Linked DNA regions of Mus musculus: region 1 is linked to region 2. A link is a contact called in public promoter capture Hi-C data. All regions are on one chromosome and are shown on one strand. The core of a region is the stretch at or near the end of the contact, and the rest is flanking DNA. Distances in the headings are between cores, read along the strand shown.

What was found. Promoter capture Hi-C pulls out the DNA fragments that hold promoters and counts their contacts.
Region 1: a contact with region 2 is called in a promoter capture Hi-C map of embryonic stem cells, with 2.4 times the contacts expected there. The contact joins the promoter of Tmem125 here to the promoter of Atp6v0b in region 2. A contact is called at or near these places in 2 of 39 promoter capture datasets (embryonic stem cells and liver), 1 of 115 datasets of contacts at active chromatin or transcription factors (embryonic stem cells) and 1 of 9 other capture datasets (embryonic stem cells).

Annotation. Positions count from the first base shown.
Region 1 is chr4:118,540,834-118,548,297 of GRCm38.p6, reverse strand. Tmem125 (transmembrane protein 125) reads left to right here and starts at 4,572. Exons shown (of 4, transcript NM_172383.3): 1 at 4,572-4,698; 2 at 4,799-4,942; 3 at 5,538-5,697; 4 at 5,927-7,357. The coding sequence starts at 6,066. The coding sequence ends at 6,716. Gm40237 (a long non-coding RNA gene) reads right to left here and starts at 1,159. Exons shown (of 3, transcript XR_001784414.1): 1 at 1,144-1,159; 2 at 143-614; 3 at 42-54.
Region 2 is chr4:117,883,340-117,890,722 of GRCm38.p6, reverse strand. It overlaps Atp6v0b (ATPase, H+ transporting, lysosomal V0 subunit B), which reads left to right and starts at 3,394. Exons shown (of 8, transcript NM_033617.3): 1 at 3,394-3,553; 2 at 4,085-4,133; 3 at 4,364-4,447; 4 at 4,578-4,655; 5 at 4,850-4,919; 6 at 5,043-5,094; 7 at 5,429-5,619; 8 at 6,082-6,393. The coding sequence starts at 3,487. The coding sequence ends at 6,108. Gm12841 (predicted gene 12841) reads right to left here and starts at 7,173. Exons shown (of 4, transcript NR_168719.1): 1 at 7,008-7,173; 2 at 4,835-4,970; 3 at 3,255-3,417; 4 at 2,432-2,636. It overlaps B4galt2 (UDP-Gal:betaGlcNAc beta 1,4- galactosyltransferase, polypeptide 2), which reads left to right and starts at 7,247. Exons shown (of 8, transcript NM_017377.5): 1 at 7,247-7,383. Dph2 (DPH2 homolog) reads left to right here. Exons shown (of 6, transcript NM_026344.3): 4 at 22-705; 5 at 792-968; 6 at 1,047-2,080. The coding sequence ends at 1,171.

The DNA of each region.
Region 1 (7,464 bases), core at 3,323-5,822, 660 kb before region 2:
ACCCCCTGACCTACAGCTTCTCCTGCACGCCCACTGCCACCTCTCCACTCTGACCTACAGCTTCTCCTGCACGCCCACTGCCACCTCTACCCCCCGACCTACAGCTTCTATTGCACGCCCACTGCCACCTCTACCCCCTGACCTACAGGTTCTCCTGCACGCCCACTGCCACCTCTACCCCCCGACCTACAGCTTCTCCTGCACGCCCACTGCCACCTCTACCTCTCCGACCTACAGCTTCTCCTGCACGCCCACTGCCACCTCTACCCCCTGACCTACAGCTTCTCCTGCACGCCCACTGCCACCTCTACCTCCCGACCTACAGCTTCTCCTGCACGCCCACTGCCACCTCTACCCCCCGACCTACAGCTTCTCCTGCACGCCCACTGCCACCTCTACCCCCCGACCTACAGCTTCTCCTGCACGCCCACTGCCACCTCTACCTCTCCGACCTACAGCTTCTCCTGCACGCCCACTGCCAACTCTACCTCCTGACCTACAGCTTCTCCTGCACGCCCACTGCCACCTCTACCTCCTGACCTACAGCTTCTCCTGCACGCCCACTGCCACCTCTACCTCCTGACCTACAGCTTCTCCTGCACGCCCACTGCCACCTATCCACTCTGACCTACAGCTTCTCCTGCACGCCCACTGCCACCTCTACCCCCTGACCTACAGCTTCTCCTGCACGCCCACTGCCACCTCTACCTCTCCGACCTACAGCTTCTCCTGCACGCCCACTGCCAACTCTACCTCCTGACCTACAGCTTCTCCTGCACGCCCACTGCCACCTCTACCTCCTGACCTACAGCTTCTCCTGCACGCCCACTGCCACCTCTACCCCCTGACCTACAGCTTCTCCTGCACGCCCACTGCCACCTCTACCTCCTGACCTACAGCTTCTCCTGCACGCCCACTGCCACCTCTACCCCCTGACCTACAGCTTCTCCTGCACGCCCACTGCCACCTCTACCTCCCGACCTACAGCTTCTCCTGCACGCCCACTGCCACCTCTACCCCCTGACCTACAGCTTCTCCTGCACGCCCACTGCCACCTCTACCTCCCGACCTACAGCTTCTCCTGCACGCCCACTGCCACTTCTACCTTCCGACCTACAGCTTCTCCTGCACGCCCACTGCCACCTCTACCTCCCGACCTCAGCTTCTCCTGCACGCCCACTGCCACCTCTACCTCCTGACCTACAGCTTCTCCTGCACGCCCACTGCCACCTCTACCTCCTGAGCCTCCATTTCTGTCCCTGCTTTAGGGACAGATTCAACACTTTGAGCCACTAACTTGCCCAGCCCCAGCCAGTATTCAAACTGATGAAGCCTTAGGCTCTGCTTCTCCCTCTATAGACTCCAAAGGGAAAGAGTAGAGAAAGGGGATGTTCGGGGTTCCCGGCACCAGCTTTTGTCTAGGACAGCTGAACATTAGGTTAGCAGGAGACTAGAGTTTCCTAAGGACCAGGCTATTAGAAGAGTTCAGATCGAATCCAGGCTGGCAAGCTCTGGCAGACCTTGGCTCTCCCAGGCCTGTTTCTTATAAAGGGGGCACGTTCATAATGCTTTGCAGAATGGCAGGATTAATACCCACTATGTCATCCAATGTCCCCTGCTCTGCACCAGTCAAGCAGCCCTAAAGTTTTCTTCAGGGAAAAGCTAGCCAGAGCTGTACTCCCCAGTAAGGTGACAGCCACAGGCAAAGGTGGCTACTGGGTACTCAATGTGTAGCTAATTTGAACTGAGATACAGTTTGTATGTATAAGAAAAGACTTTCAGGGGCTGGTGAGATGGCTCAGTGGGTAAGAGCACCCGACTGCTCTTCCGAAGGTCCAGAGTTCAAATCCCAGCAACCACATGGTGGCTTACAACCATCCGTGACAAGATCTGACGCCCTCTTCTGGTGTGTCTGAAGACAGCTACAGTGTACTTACATATAATAATAAATAAATCTAAAAAAAAAAAAAAAAAAGAAAAGAAAAGACTTTCAAAGAGCCCATTAATACCTTCTATAGTAAAATATATTTTACAATTCCAATACATACAGTTTTGCAGCTCTGGGGATTGAACCAGGGGGCGAGCAACCACTGGGCTGCATCCATAGCCCAGCAAACACATTCATTTTACTGTGTTGGTTTTACTGTTCTTTTGAAACAGGCTATTAGAAAGGCTTAAGTTACATAAATAAGAGGGGCTCCCAGAAACTGAAGTGACAGTCAGGAAGCCTGTCTGGGTCTGACCTAGGTCCTCTGTACATACATTATAGTTGCATAGCTCAGTGCTCTTGTGGGACTCCGCACAGGGGGAATGCGACATCCCTGACTCTTTTGCCCGCTCTTGGGACCCTTTTCCTCCTAGTGGGTTACCTCATCCAGCCTGGATATGAGGACTTGTGGCTAGTCTTCTTGTAACTTCATGCCATGTTCGATTGAAATCCCTGGGAGGGAGGCCTGCTCTTTTCTTTTCCTTTCTTTTCTTTCTCCTCCTCCTTTTTTGGGGGGGGTGGGGGGTTCGAGACAGGGTTTCTCTGTGTAGCCCTGGCTGTCCTGAAACTCACTCTGTAGACCAGGCTGGCCTCAAACTCAGAAATCCGCCTGCCTCTGCCTCCGGAGTGCTGTGATTAAAGGTGTGCGCCACCACCGCCCGGCTCTCCTCCTCCTTCTTGCTTTTTTGGAGAGAATGAGAGAGGAGTGGATCTGAGGGAGCGAGAGGGAGAGTCTCTGAGAGGAGGAGAGGAGAGGAAACTGGAGTTGAATTTGGATGTAATATGTGAGAGAAATGTAAAACAAATACATAACTAAGCTGACACTTAGACATACAGACCACGCTGCTCTGGACTTAGGAGGCTCCCTGTCTTCTGCAGCGAACAAAGCAAAGAGGAAGCCAGGCCAGGCACAGTTACCCTGTGCCCTGATCTGGGGAAGATTGACTTGGATTTCATTCTGTTGTTTGGGATTTTTGGTGGTGCTGCTGCTGCTGCTGCTGCTGGTAGTGGTTTGTTTAGTTTTTTAAATACACATCAAATGCAGAGAGAAGAACATACTAACATATAGTTTACAGAAGGGGTAGGACAGAAGATGTGGGACAAACTGTACATTCTCCAACCAGTCACCCTCTGCCCACTTGGGGCATGGTGTCTAGGACCCAGACTTGCTGATTAGAAGCAGAGCCCTGAACCATATCCCGGTTCCACCTTGAACACCCCTGTGGACACCCAGCATTGTCCAAATGCATCCCTGAGGCCCTCCAGGACCACACAGCCTGGGCCCAACTTGTCCTTCTGGTTTCATCCCAAAAGCTCAAAGGTCAAAATAGTCACACCGTCAGTCAGTTCACACTTTTATTTAGCCAGCCACTCAACAAACATTTATCGATTACCCTACGCGTACAGGCTACCGCTGGCTGCTGAGGTCATGGTGGTTAGTAAACTAGTACTTATCCCTGCAGTGGCTGGGGATACACCTCTGGGTCAGGGGTGAAAGCTAACTAACTAAAGATCTGTTGCGAATGAATATGGAAGAAACACGGGTCGTGAGTGCAGTCGGATCAGCCAGATCAGCCAAGGCATTTCAGCTCAATGATTCAAGTTGGCCAGACTCGGCCAGAGAGAGGCCGGAGGTAGGTGGGGGACAGTCCAGCTGAAGGGCAAGGGCTTCTTTTGCCTTGTCAAGAGTTGTGAAACTTATCCAACTGTCCAGCTCCAGCTGTCTACCTGAAAGGCCTCTACCCACTCATGGGGCAGGCTAATCCTGCCACTCACTTGAGGCCTCAAGGAAAATAAACAAAGGGCTTATTGGGGGAAAGCCTAAGACAGAGCTGGAGCTAGGTTTGGGGTATCGCTGATGCTGGACGCTGGGGCTGAGGATACAGTGGGATTCAGAACTAAAGTCCAGAATCAGCTGGAATGAGGAGGTTTCAGGCCAGTTGGAACCTCCTACTGGCTCTCCTCCTGCCTCAGCCTCTCAGGGTGCAAAGATTGCAGGCCTGGCTGTAGATCTTCGGGGAGGGGCTGAAGGTAAAATTAAGTTGGAGTTGTGGGGTGGGCTAGGGCTCAGACTGGGGCAGAGGGCCAGCATTCTTTCCTCCTGCTGACCCAATCTGCATATTGTGTTTCAGACCTACCAGCAGCGGACAGAAGCCCCTCCCTTCCCAGGAATGTCTCAGCCCCACTGAAGTCGCAGGGCCACGTCAGCCAATTGGCTCAGGCCCTGCCCTGGAAACAGCACCTGTTAATCCCCCCCTCCTTCCAGCTCACCTGGGTGCAGGTTAGGCAGGTGAAGCGTCTCCCCGGAAACAGACCTAGAGCGCCCAACCTGCTGGGTCCTGCCTGCTCAAATCGGATTCAGCACAGCCAGGCGTCCCGTGAGTGCCCCATACGCCCCACCCCCACCTTTTTCACGGGTTCTACTACCGGGAACCTCCACCCACGCTGGGGTCGTTCCCCAATAGACGGTGTCAGCACCTTCAGATGAGCAAGCCACAGTCCTGAGGAATGCTGGGACAGACTCCGCCCACGGTCCCTCCCCCAACCACCCTTGGGGCGTGGGCATTTACCCCACCCACCTTGCGTGCCAGGCAACCTCTCTGCAAAGGGCAGAGCGGTCCCCTACTCTGTCTCGTTGGAGTAAAAACGTGGTCTCGGCAGTGTGGTCCATGTGGGTTCTGATTCACCCCGAGTCTCTCTGGCTCAAAAAAGTATGTTTTGAGCTCCTTTGCCCCGTGGGAAGTCTAAAAGGAGTATGTTAGATGACTTCTCCCACTCCTCAGAATTAACTTCTCTGTCCTCACTTTTCAGAAAAAGCCTCTAAGAGGTGAGCTGGGGCTTCCCTGCCCCACTCCCGTCCCTCCTGGACTCGCAGCTGACACCTACAGGATCGGTCTCTCCTGCTGCCGGAAGTTGGGTTCCTTGCCGGCAGTGCTAGCTTTATTTTTACCTGATGTGAGTCATGCCGCCTGTCTTGTAGGGAACAGGTTAAATGAGTAACACTGTTAGATCCCTCCCCACATTCCCACGATGGGAAGGACTAGGCTGCGGTTCAAATCCTGAGTCCTCCTTTTGCTGCCTTAGAGAACACGTGGAGCCGTTTAGCAGGGGATGGACCCGTGGGGAGCAGGCAGGTTCTGGATGAGCGCCGAGAACAGGACTGGATAGAGATATGTTTAGAGGCAAGAGACAGCCCCTGGGGCCATGGATTGGCAAAAGCAGAAGGCGCTGAGGAGCCCCCGGAGTGGGCCGAGAGGGAGGGTGGGTGGTAACAGCATCTTGAGAAAGGAACACAGGAGGAACAGGTTCAGGGTAAGATGAGGAATTTGGGTTGGGCCCTGTTGCATCAGAGACGACCAGCACTGGAAGGAGAGACTTGGAGCATGCGTCTTCTTTTGCCTGACGGAGATAGGGTGGAACTAGAGGAAGAACGGTGTTAGGGGTCAGATCCTGACCCACAGAGAAGGAAGGGTACAGCCCTATGAGAGAAGGGTCAGGCTCAGCCTGCTGGTTCCAGAAGGGTTAAGTCACCAGCCTCCCTTTCCCATAGCTTCCCCCACCCAGGACCCAGCAGTGACAGCTGAGGCCATGTGAGTCTGATCCTGAATGAGGCATTATCTCTGACAGTTTGTCCTGTCATCCACTGTGGCACCACCAGCTTCCTCCGACAGCCTGGATGGAACAGGCCACCGAGACAGCCTGTGTGAGAGGTCAGGAGCTGGGCAAGGGGATTCTCTGAAGGGGAAGGGGAGCTCTGTGGTGGAGGGAACTCTGTTGGGGTCAGGGGAGGTGCTTTGGCAAGGTGCAGTGCTAGGGTTGTAGCTCTTGGGAATAGGTCCTGAGGACCCCGGGGAAGATTCTTGGGGCCCTTCCCTGAGACTCCCAGATGAGGCTATAGGGCCAGATGGGTGGGAAATAACTTGTGATCCTGTCCTGCAGGTGAGGGTAACCATAGCCTGGACTAAGAAGAGGAGACTGGGCTTCTCGCTGGCAACCAGGTGATGGGGACACAGGGTCACGACAAACACCCTCTGAACCCTGACAGTGATCCTCTGTCCTGACCCTGCCTGACCAAGCCATGTCCCAGCAAGCCTCAGTGGGCAGGGGGCTGCCCCCAGATGTGCTGGCAGAGCAGGTGGAGCTATGGTGGTCCCAGCAGCCCCGTCGCTCCTTGCTCTGTTTCTCCGTGGCCGTGATCCTTGTGGCTGGCTGTGGGGCCGGTGGTGTGGCGCTGCTGTCCTCCACCAGCAGCCGATCCGGCGAATGGCGACTAGCCGTGGGCACTGTGCTCTGTCTGCTGGCCCTGCTGGTTCTGGTGAAGCAGCTGATGAGCTCTGCCGTGCAGGATATGAACTGCATACGCCAGGCCCAGCACGTGGCCTTGCTGCGCAGCGGCGGAGGCGCCGACGCTGTTGTAGTGTTGCTCAGTGGCTTTGTGCTGCTGGTCACTGGCCTGACCCTGGCTGGGCTGGCTGCTGCCCCGGCCCCGGCACGGCCACTGGCTGCCATGCTGTCTGTGGGCATTACCTTGGCTTCCTTGGGCTCAGTCTTGCTGCTGGGGTTGCTACTGTACCAGGTGGGTGTGAGTGGACACTGCCCTCCGATCTGTACAGAGGCATTCTCCGCCCAAAATGGCCACGGTGATAACAGTAGCATCTTTAGCATCTCAGGACAGTTGTCTTCTGGCCAGCGTCATGAGACCACCTCCAGCATTGCCAGCCTCATCTGACAGAGATGGAGCCCTTCTTCCCATGCCCTGCCTCAGTATCCCCAGAACTTGTGGCAGACATTCACAGGTGCACGCATATATGTGTGTCGCCCCCACCCCCGCCATGGCATTTCATGATATGTGATTAGGAGCTCGTGTGCACCCTCATATCCATTCCATGAGAAGGTGAGGGATACCTCCTTGGGGCTGTTTGTATCATGGACTGTCATGCTCTATGCCTGGTCCTGGGGTCTCTAGAGGATACTCATCTGGAGTCTCTGAAGACTTGACCCATATTTCCAAGACCCTACAACTCCAGCCTTGCCCTATGACATCATCAAGGATCTCCACAGAGGTGACTGTTGCCTATCCACAACGACACTAGTGATCACTCTTCAGAGAGTGACTCTCGGGAAAACTGAGAGAAATGGCTTCCGGATGAGATGGACCTGACTGGGGAAACACCTTTGAGCTTGTAACCTAGCAGCTGGGGCCAGTGAGAGGTGACTCAGACACTCCTGCCTCAGTTTCTTAGAACAGTGTTGCTATTGATGCTTAAGAATAATTGCCTCTTGGGCAAGATGATTGGGCTCCTGGCAAATGTTCAATTAAAAAGTGACTATAGTGAAAATGAAATAAATTATGGGGGAAAGGTGGCTGTAGTTCTGTCTGCACCATGGCATCTCACCTCAGAGAGAGACCCTTACGCCCGACCCCACAGCCCACTCATCCCAGGCTATAGAGCCCCAGACCTGGGGTTTCTCTTCTC
Region 2 (7,383 bases), core at 2,145-4,644:
ACTCTGATGCACCTCTTTCAGAGCCTTTGGCCATGCTCCTGCTCCCAAAGTACCAAGATCTGCTCATCTCCCGCCCAGCTCTTCCCCTGCCAGTGGGATCCCCGAGCTCACAGCCTGAGTCCCTGGAGCGTTTTGGGCGCTGCTTCCCCCTGAATCCAGGGAGACGTCTGGAAGAATATGGTGCCTTCTATGTAGGGGCTTCTCAAGCAAGCTCGGACTCCAGCCTTGATCCCGACCTGAGCAGACTGCTCTTGGGTTGGACACCAGGGCGGCCCTTCTTTTCCTGTTGTCCAGATACAGGACAGACACAAGACCAGGGTGCCAAGGCTGGGAGACTAAGAGCACGAAGACTGTATCTCATAGAGAGGGCCAGAGATGCCCGTGTGGTTGGGCTGCTGGCAGGCACATTAGGTGTGGCTCGACACCGTGAGGCACTGGCACACTTGCGGAAACTGACGGAAGCTGCTGGAAAACGTAGCTATGTGTTAGCCGTGGGGAAGCCCACACCCGCCAAGCTTGCCAACTTCCCTGAGATGGACGTCTTTGTGCTGTTAGCCTGTCCCCTGGGGGCACTAGCCCCCCAGCCTTCGGGTGGCTTCTTTCGGCCTGTATTGACGCCATGTGAATTGGAGGCTGCCTGCAACCCTGCCTGGCCCCCGCCAGGCCTGGCTCCCCACCTCACACATTATGCAGAGCTGTTGCCTGGTGAGTGGCAAGGCCGCATCTGGGTTTGAAAGTTGGGGTTGGAGTTGAAAAAACCGGGATAGCTTTCTTTTCTCCTTCTACGTCAGGTTCTCCCTTCCATGTGCCACTCCCTCCACCTGAGTCAGAGTTGTGGGATACCCCAGATGTGTCACTCATTTCTGGGGAGCTCCGACCACCACCTCCTTGGAAGTCATCAGATGACACTAGATGTTCGGCCTTAATTCCGAGGCCCCAACTGGAGCTGGCGGAGAGCAGCCCTGCAGGTAAACATGCAAGCAGCTGCCCCCGCTAGAGTTTTGCCCAGGTCCAGCCCACACAGCTTATCTTCTTTCCCTCTGCAGCTTCATTCCTTAGTTCTCGGAACTGGCAGGGGCTGGAGCCACGCTTGGGCCAGACACCAGTGAAAGAAGCCGTCAGAGGAAGACGAGGTATCGCCATCGCCTACGAGGATGAGGGGAGCAGCTGATACCTTGGGAGGCCAGAGCCAGAGTGATAAGTCTGCCGGGACCTGTTCTCCCTGACCAACGTCTCGTCCTGTCACAGGGACACTTGATGCCTAGACACAGGGAGTGTAGGTAGCTCTCTCTGTGGAGCTGTCCAGCTTATAGCCTGTGCAGGGAGGGGTCCCAGGGCTCATCCCAGTTCCTGGTGTGCAGGAGTTCTGCCCTTGGTCAGGGGCAGAAGTTGGATGATCCAGACCAGAGTTCTTCCACCTCCCTCAGCACTGTTGACAGTTTGGGCAGAGTAATTCTTTAATGCAGAGGCTACTCTATATAGAGAAGGATGTATAGGTTCAGCTGACAGAAACAGAAACACCTCCCTTCCTCCCCAACTGAGCTAGGATAACCCAGATTATCTCTACAGGTTGGCAGATGTCATGTAACTACTCCTCATTGAGAGCCTCTGGTCTAAACCTGCACTGTCCAAGACAATATTCACTGGACACATGACTTTTGCCATTTAAAGTGGATGAAAAAGTATTTGTCCATTACACTAATTACATTTCAAGCACTTATGTGGCTGCTTTCAGGACTTTGTTGGGCTACATTGACTTAGTTAGACTTGTTTCTTGGGGACAACAAAGACACTGAAATAAACGGAATACTTTTTCTCCTGTTTCTCTTTATTCACTAAAGCTCTGTTCTACACAGATCCTGTGGGTGGATATGTGAGTTATATTTAACCAGATTACTGTCCTCAAAATGTGCTTGGGAGGAAATAATAACCCCACGAAATATAATTGTGTGAAGGGAGCCCCAGGTGCAGCTGGCTCTCATAGCAGGCTCCTGAAGGGGACTCAAGAGGCAACCCAGACAGAGGAGTCTTAAGCTGGATCTTATAGAGAAAAAATATTCAGAATAAACAGAGTGAAACGAACATTTGGGCCTAAACAAAGACTCAGTCAACATGGTGGGTGCTTCAATCAAAGTAGAGTTGTTGGGGTATATCTTGATAGAGTGCTTGTCCTTGGTAGAGAGTTGGTTTTATGGGCCGGGCAGTGGTGGTGCACGCCTTTAATCTCAGCACTTGGGAGGCAGAGGCAGGCACATTTCTGAGTTCGAGGCCAACCTGGTCTACAAAGTGAGTTCCAGGACAGCTAGGGCTATACAGAGAAATCCTGTCTCAAAAAACAAAACAAAAACCAGAGAGTTGGTCCTAGGGTTTCCCAGTGTGTGTGTGTGTTTGTGTATTGGATCCCAGAAGAAAACAAAATTTACTTATTGTCCACATTAGCAAAAGAATCTTATATTGGCACCATCCAGATCATGTAGTACACAGGCTAATGGTAAAGGCAGAGCTGTAACTGACATGGGGACTGGGTTAAAATGAGCATCCATCATGTATTCTGTGTGCATGTTATGAGAACTCCCCTGTATGTCAGGCGCTAGAAACAGTAGTGAGTCCAACATGAACCATGGTGCTTCGGCCCCCTAGGGAGAGTGGTCAGAAACAAAATGTACTATATCAACCAGAGATAAGAACCAGAGGAAAATTATATCAAGGGATAACAATTATGGGAAAACACAAATCTGGAAAAGAAAGGGGACTGGTTAAAGGGAGATTGGGGTTGGAATATTAAACAGAATGGGTAAGGAAGGGCTTGAAGGAGAGCAAAGTCTGGAAGCAAGAGAGAGGGGCAGATGCAAGGGCGGGCTGCGTCTGATAGGGTGGGTAGTCTATTAGGGACCTGGAGCTTAGCTCTGTTACAGTGCCTGCTTTGCATACTTTAGGATCCTATGGATCATTCTGTCGCGAGTGAAATAGGATCCACAGGGAATTTGAACAGGAGAATGGCATGGCCTTATAAGATCACCTGGACATCGTGGGCGTTCGCGTCTGGCATTCCACCCTACCTCTGGGTTGGAAAAGACAACCTAGAATGACCTCCGATGAACAGCAGGCATTAGCTAGGCACCGCGAAATCCTGCTTCAAGCAGAAGGAACTAGGCAGGACTAGAACAGACCGGAAGGATCTGCAGTGATTGGTGAGTAAACTGGGAGTCCGGTGGGAAGTTAGGGAACCAGCAGCGCAGGTGGAGAGCCAGTACCTGTCACGGAGAACGTCCGACGAAACTACAACCACCACAGTGCTCCGCGGCATGACGTCTACCAGGGCCCGGCCTCAGGCAGCCAGCCACTGTGCGCGGGGGTCACGTGGGGTCGGCGCATCACGTGCGCCGGTCAGGTGGCGCTGCGGGGCGGGCCGACAGACTGCGGGGCGGACGGTGGACGCGGTTTAGCTCAGGTCCCACCGATCCGACCCCTGCCGTCGCCGCTGCCATGACGGGGCTGGAGTTGCTCTACCTCGGGATCTTTGTGGCCTTCTGGGCCTGCATGGTCGTTGTGGGTGAGCGGGGCCCAGGCGGCCCAAGGTGGCCTGCTGGTTGGGGCGGGGGGCAGGTGGCAGCCGGAGCCGGCCCCGCGCGGTGCCCTCCCGCGACGGAGGAGGCCGGCCCTGGGCTGCGAGAGTCACACCGGCTATTCCAGGGTCGCGACGCCAGGTTCCTGACCTCCTCTCCGCGAGCCGCATATTTGGGCGCCCCGCTTCCCCTTTTTCCTCCTTGCCCTCCCCCACCCATTCACAGCTTGTTGGGTAAACAGCGATTGGGCCGGCAGGATCTGGCGCGGCCTGGACGCAGCGCCCGTTCCCTCCGGCCCGTGAAGGGGCTTGGTGTCATTAAGACGGGTTACCTAGGGAGTGGCCGAAAAAAAAAAAAAAATGGAGGCCTGGGTGGAGGTGCTGTTTCGCTCCGGGACTCTTCGCTTGTCTAGATGTAGGTGGCTGACAGTTTGACAGTTGGGCAGTTTTTTTTTTTTCCTAGGTTGGGGACTGTGTCTCGAAAGAGCAACCCTTTAACTCCTTTCCTCATTGCTTCAGGAATCTGCTACACCATCTTTGACCTGGGCTTTCGCTTTGATGTGGCATGGTAAGGGAGGGCATGGAGAGGATTCTCCTAGGAGCCTCTTCTCCCTGCTTTGGTCTGAGCCCCAGCCCAGCTCTTCAGACACACGGACCTTTGGGAAATAGAAAATCTAGAGATGCAACGTCTGGGACTGGTGGGCTGGAGCTGGGTGGACACTGAGTTTTGTGTGGCCTCCCCACTCCTGCCCTTTCCTGTCCATAGCTCAATAGCTTTCTTCCCTGTTTCCACACCAGGTTCCTGACGGAAACTTCCCCCTTCATGTGGTCGAATCTGGGCATTGGCCTAGCAATTTCTCTGTCTGTGGTTGGAGCAGCCTGGTGAGTGTTGGAGTGGCGGGACGAGTGGGAGGTGCCAAGTCGTGGCAGGTGGAATCATCACTGGGTTCTTAATCATCCTGGGGACAGCAACTCCTTGGGCTCCTTTAATCAGTTTCTTACCCTTCACCAGGGGAATCTATATAACCGGCTCATCCATTATTGGGGGTGGGGTGAAAGCCCCCAGAATCAAAACCAAGAACTTGGTTAGGTAAGTGTAAAGGCTTCTGCATGTCAAAACTAGCTGCGATGGGGGTCGGGTGACATGCTGGCTTGTGACCCGTCTCATCGTAGCGTGTATGTGAGTCAGGGAAAGTTGGCTGGGGATTTTCTGCAGAAATGGCTGATTTCCTTCTTAAAGAGTTTCCCTCCCCCTCCCCCACCATTTACCATCACTGTTGCCAGTATTATCTTCTGTGAAGCGGTGGCCATCTATGGCATCATCATGGCAATTGTCATCAGCAACATGGCTGAGGTAAGGGAAAACCAGCGGGGACGGGTATCCATTGAAATGCCTATGCTTTCCCTAAAGATCGGAGGGAAGAAAAGGTAGGTGCATTAAGGAATGCCTTCTGAGGACTTATTCTGCCCCTCACAGCCTTTCAGTGCTACGGAGCCCAAGGCCATTGGCCATCGAAACTACCATGCAGGTAAGTGGGTAACATAGAGCTCACTCGGCATGGTGCTCTGGGCCTTTAACCCCAGTCCTGGGACGGGGGTAGCACCAAGTGAGTTAAGAGGCCAGCCAGCACTACATAATGACATAGTGAGACAGACACCCTACCACACATACACGCCTGGGCCTTACACACTTGCTTCTACCACACGTACACACCTGGGCCTTACACACTTACTCCTGCTTCCTGGCTCCATAGCTGAGAGTCTCAGCTCTGCAGAGTTGGGGTGGGACTGGCCCTGCTAGCCCACACTGGACCATTCCTCTCCTGCTTGCCTCCACCTCACGAGCTACTTCTTATCCTCCAGGTTACTCCATGTTTGGGGCTGGCCTCACAGTCGGTCTGTCCAACCTGTTCTGTGGAGTCTGCGTGGGCATCGTGGGCAGTGGGGCCGCCCTGGCGGATGCACAGAACCCCAGCCTCTTTGTAAAAATTCTCATCGTGGAGATCTTTGGCAGTGCCATTGGCCTCTTTGGGGTCATTGTTGCAATCCTTCAGGTGCGAGTCCCCCTAGAGAGGAACAGAAGTGCCTCCCTTTTTTCCCCTTCCCATCTCTTGGTCCCCCTTTGTCTCCTGCTCTAGATGCACGCATCTTTCCTAAGTCTCTCCATTAGCATCTCTTTCCTCGGCTGCCTCTGAAAATGTCTTTGTGGAGTTTCTGTCTCTCAGGGTCTGTGTTCTGTATGTATGACACACTTGTCAGTAGACTAGCATGTCTAAATTCATATTTTCCAGTGTGTGAGTTTGTGACTTGGGTGCTTGACTGGGCTGACTCTTGGCGACACTAACACTGTCCATGGGACTTGTCTTCTCTGTTGTACAGCTGAGCTCCTTTGTTACTGTCCATGTCTGTTTGTCTGTCATAGTGTGTCTGTCCGTCTGTCCACCCACTGGCCTGCTGGTTCTGGTCTTGTCACTGGTCACTGTCCCTGCCTGATTTGTCCTGTTTTTCCTTTGCAGACCTCCAGAGTGAAGATGGGTGACTAGATGACCTGTATGGGTGGGGCCGTGCCCTACTGTTATTTATTGCTGGTTTTCCTGGGACAGCTGGAGCTGTGTCCCTCAGCCTTTCTGGGGCTTGGTGTTCAGGGTCTCCCCTGCACTCACCTCTTGCTGCCTGTTGACTCTGGAGGCATTGCAGTCCAGACTGAACCCCAGTGTGGGGAGTGGGCTGCTGATGGTGACTGTGTACAGCTGTGCACCTGTGCCCCCCTCAACCCCCATCCAGCCCATCTTCCTAGTGTTTGTGAAATAAACTTGGTATTTGTCCCAGTCAGTGAGGCTTCTGTTGGCCCCTTGCGACACCTTTCACAAAGGAAGGGGAGGACCTGTTCACTCACTCCAACCTCCTGTAACTTTCTGTCTACACATCATCTCTGCTCTGGACCTTGCTGGCTCCTGGGTGGCAGATCAGGGTGCTAGGCTGGCTGTAATGCTGGCACCTCTTCATTGAAGAGTCTGGGCTCTGAGATCCTCCTAGCCCTATGTCTTTGGACCCCTGTGCACTAGACCCAAACTCACTACAGCTAATTCTCCTCTCTGTCGCTATACTCCTGAAACTCCCCGCACCTGGATTTTCCTGGAGAACAGTGTTTTACATTTGATAGTCCAGTATGAACACCTAACCCTTCCAGAAACCTCTTCTATGGTCTTAGTTCCTAGGGCCTTGTTCAGCTCCGCCTATTCCTATACAATTCTTGATTCCAACACCACCCTAAATCTTACCCAACCTGCTTTTACCTAATAAGTCCTTTTCAGTCAACACCTTTAGGGGTCTTACCCAGCAGGCAGCCCTGGTTGGCTGACCTTGACTCATGCTCCCAGGAAAGAGTTGGCAAGGCCCTAACCCTCTGAATTGCCCACTATCCAGACCCCGTCCCAAATACCTGAAGGGCCTTAGCCATCCGGCTCCTGGTCTCTTCCCATCCCTAAAGCAAGCTGATGGAGGAACCTGATGGATTCCTGCGTCCTTCCTGGGTCTCAGGCATCCGCAAACGCACCTCCCCGCTGGCTGGGCCGCGCAGGGCCAACGGCAGGGGCGGGCGGCGGAGCGGCGCGCGGCGCGTGCGGGCGCACTGGAGGCGGGGGCCGCGGGGGCGCGCGCGCGGGCGCGCCGGCCTGGCCTGCCCCTCCGAGGAGCCGTAGCGCGGGAGGGAGGCGGCAGCGCAGTGGTCCGTCGGTCCGCCGGTCCGTGGGTCTGCCGGGCCCCGCCCTGCCTCCCGGGGCGGCTCGGCTCCATGGCCCGCGGCGGCGGCGGGAGGT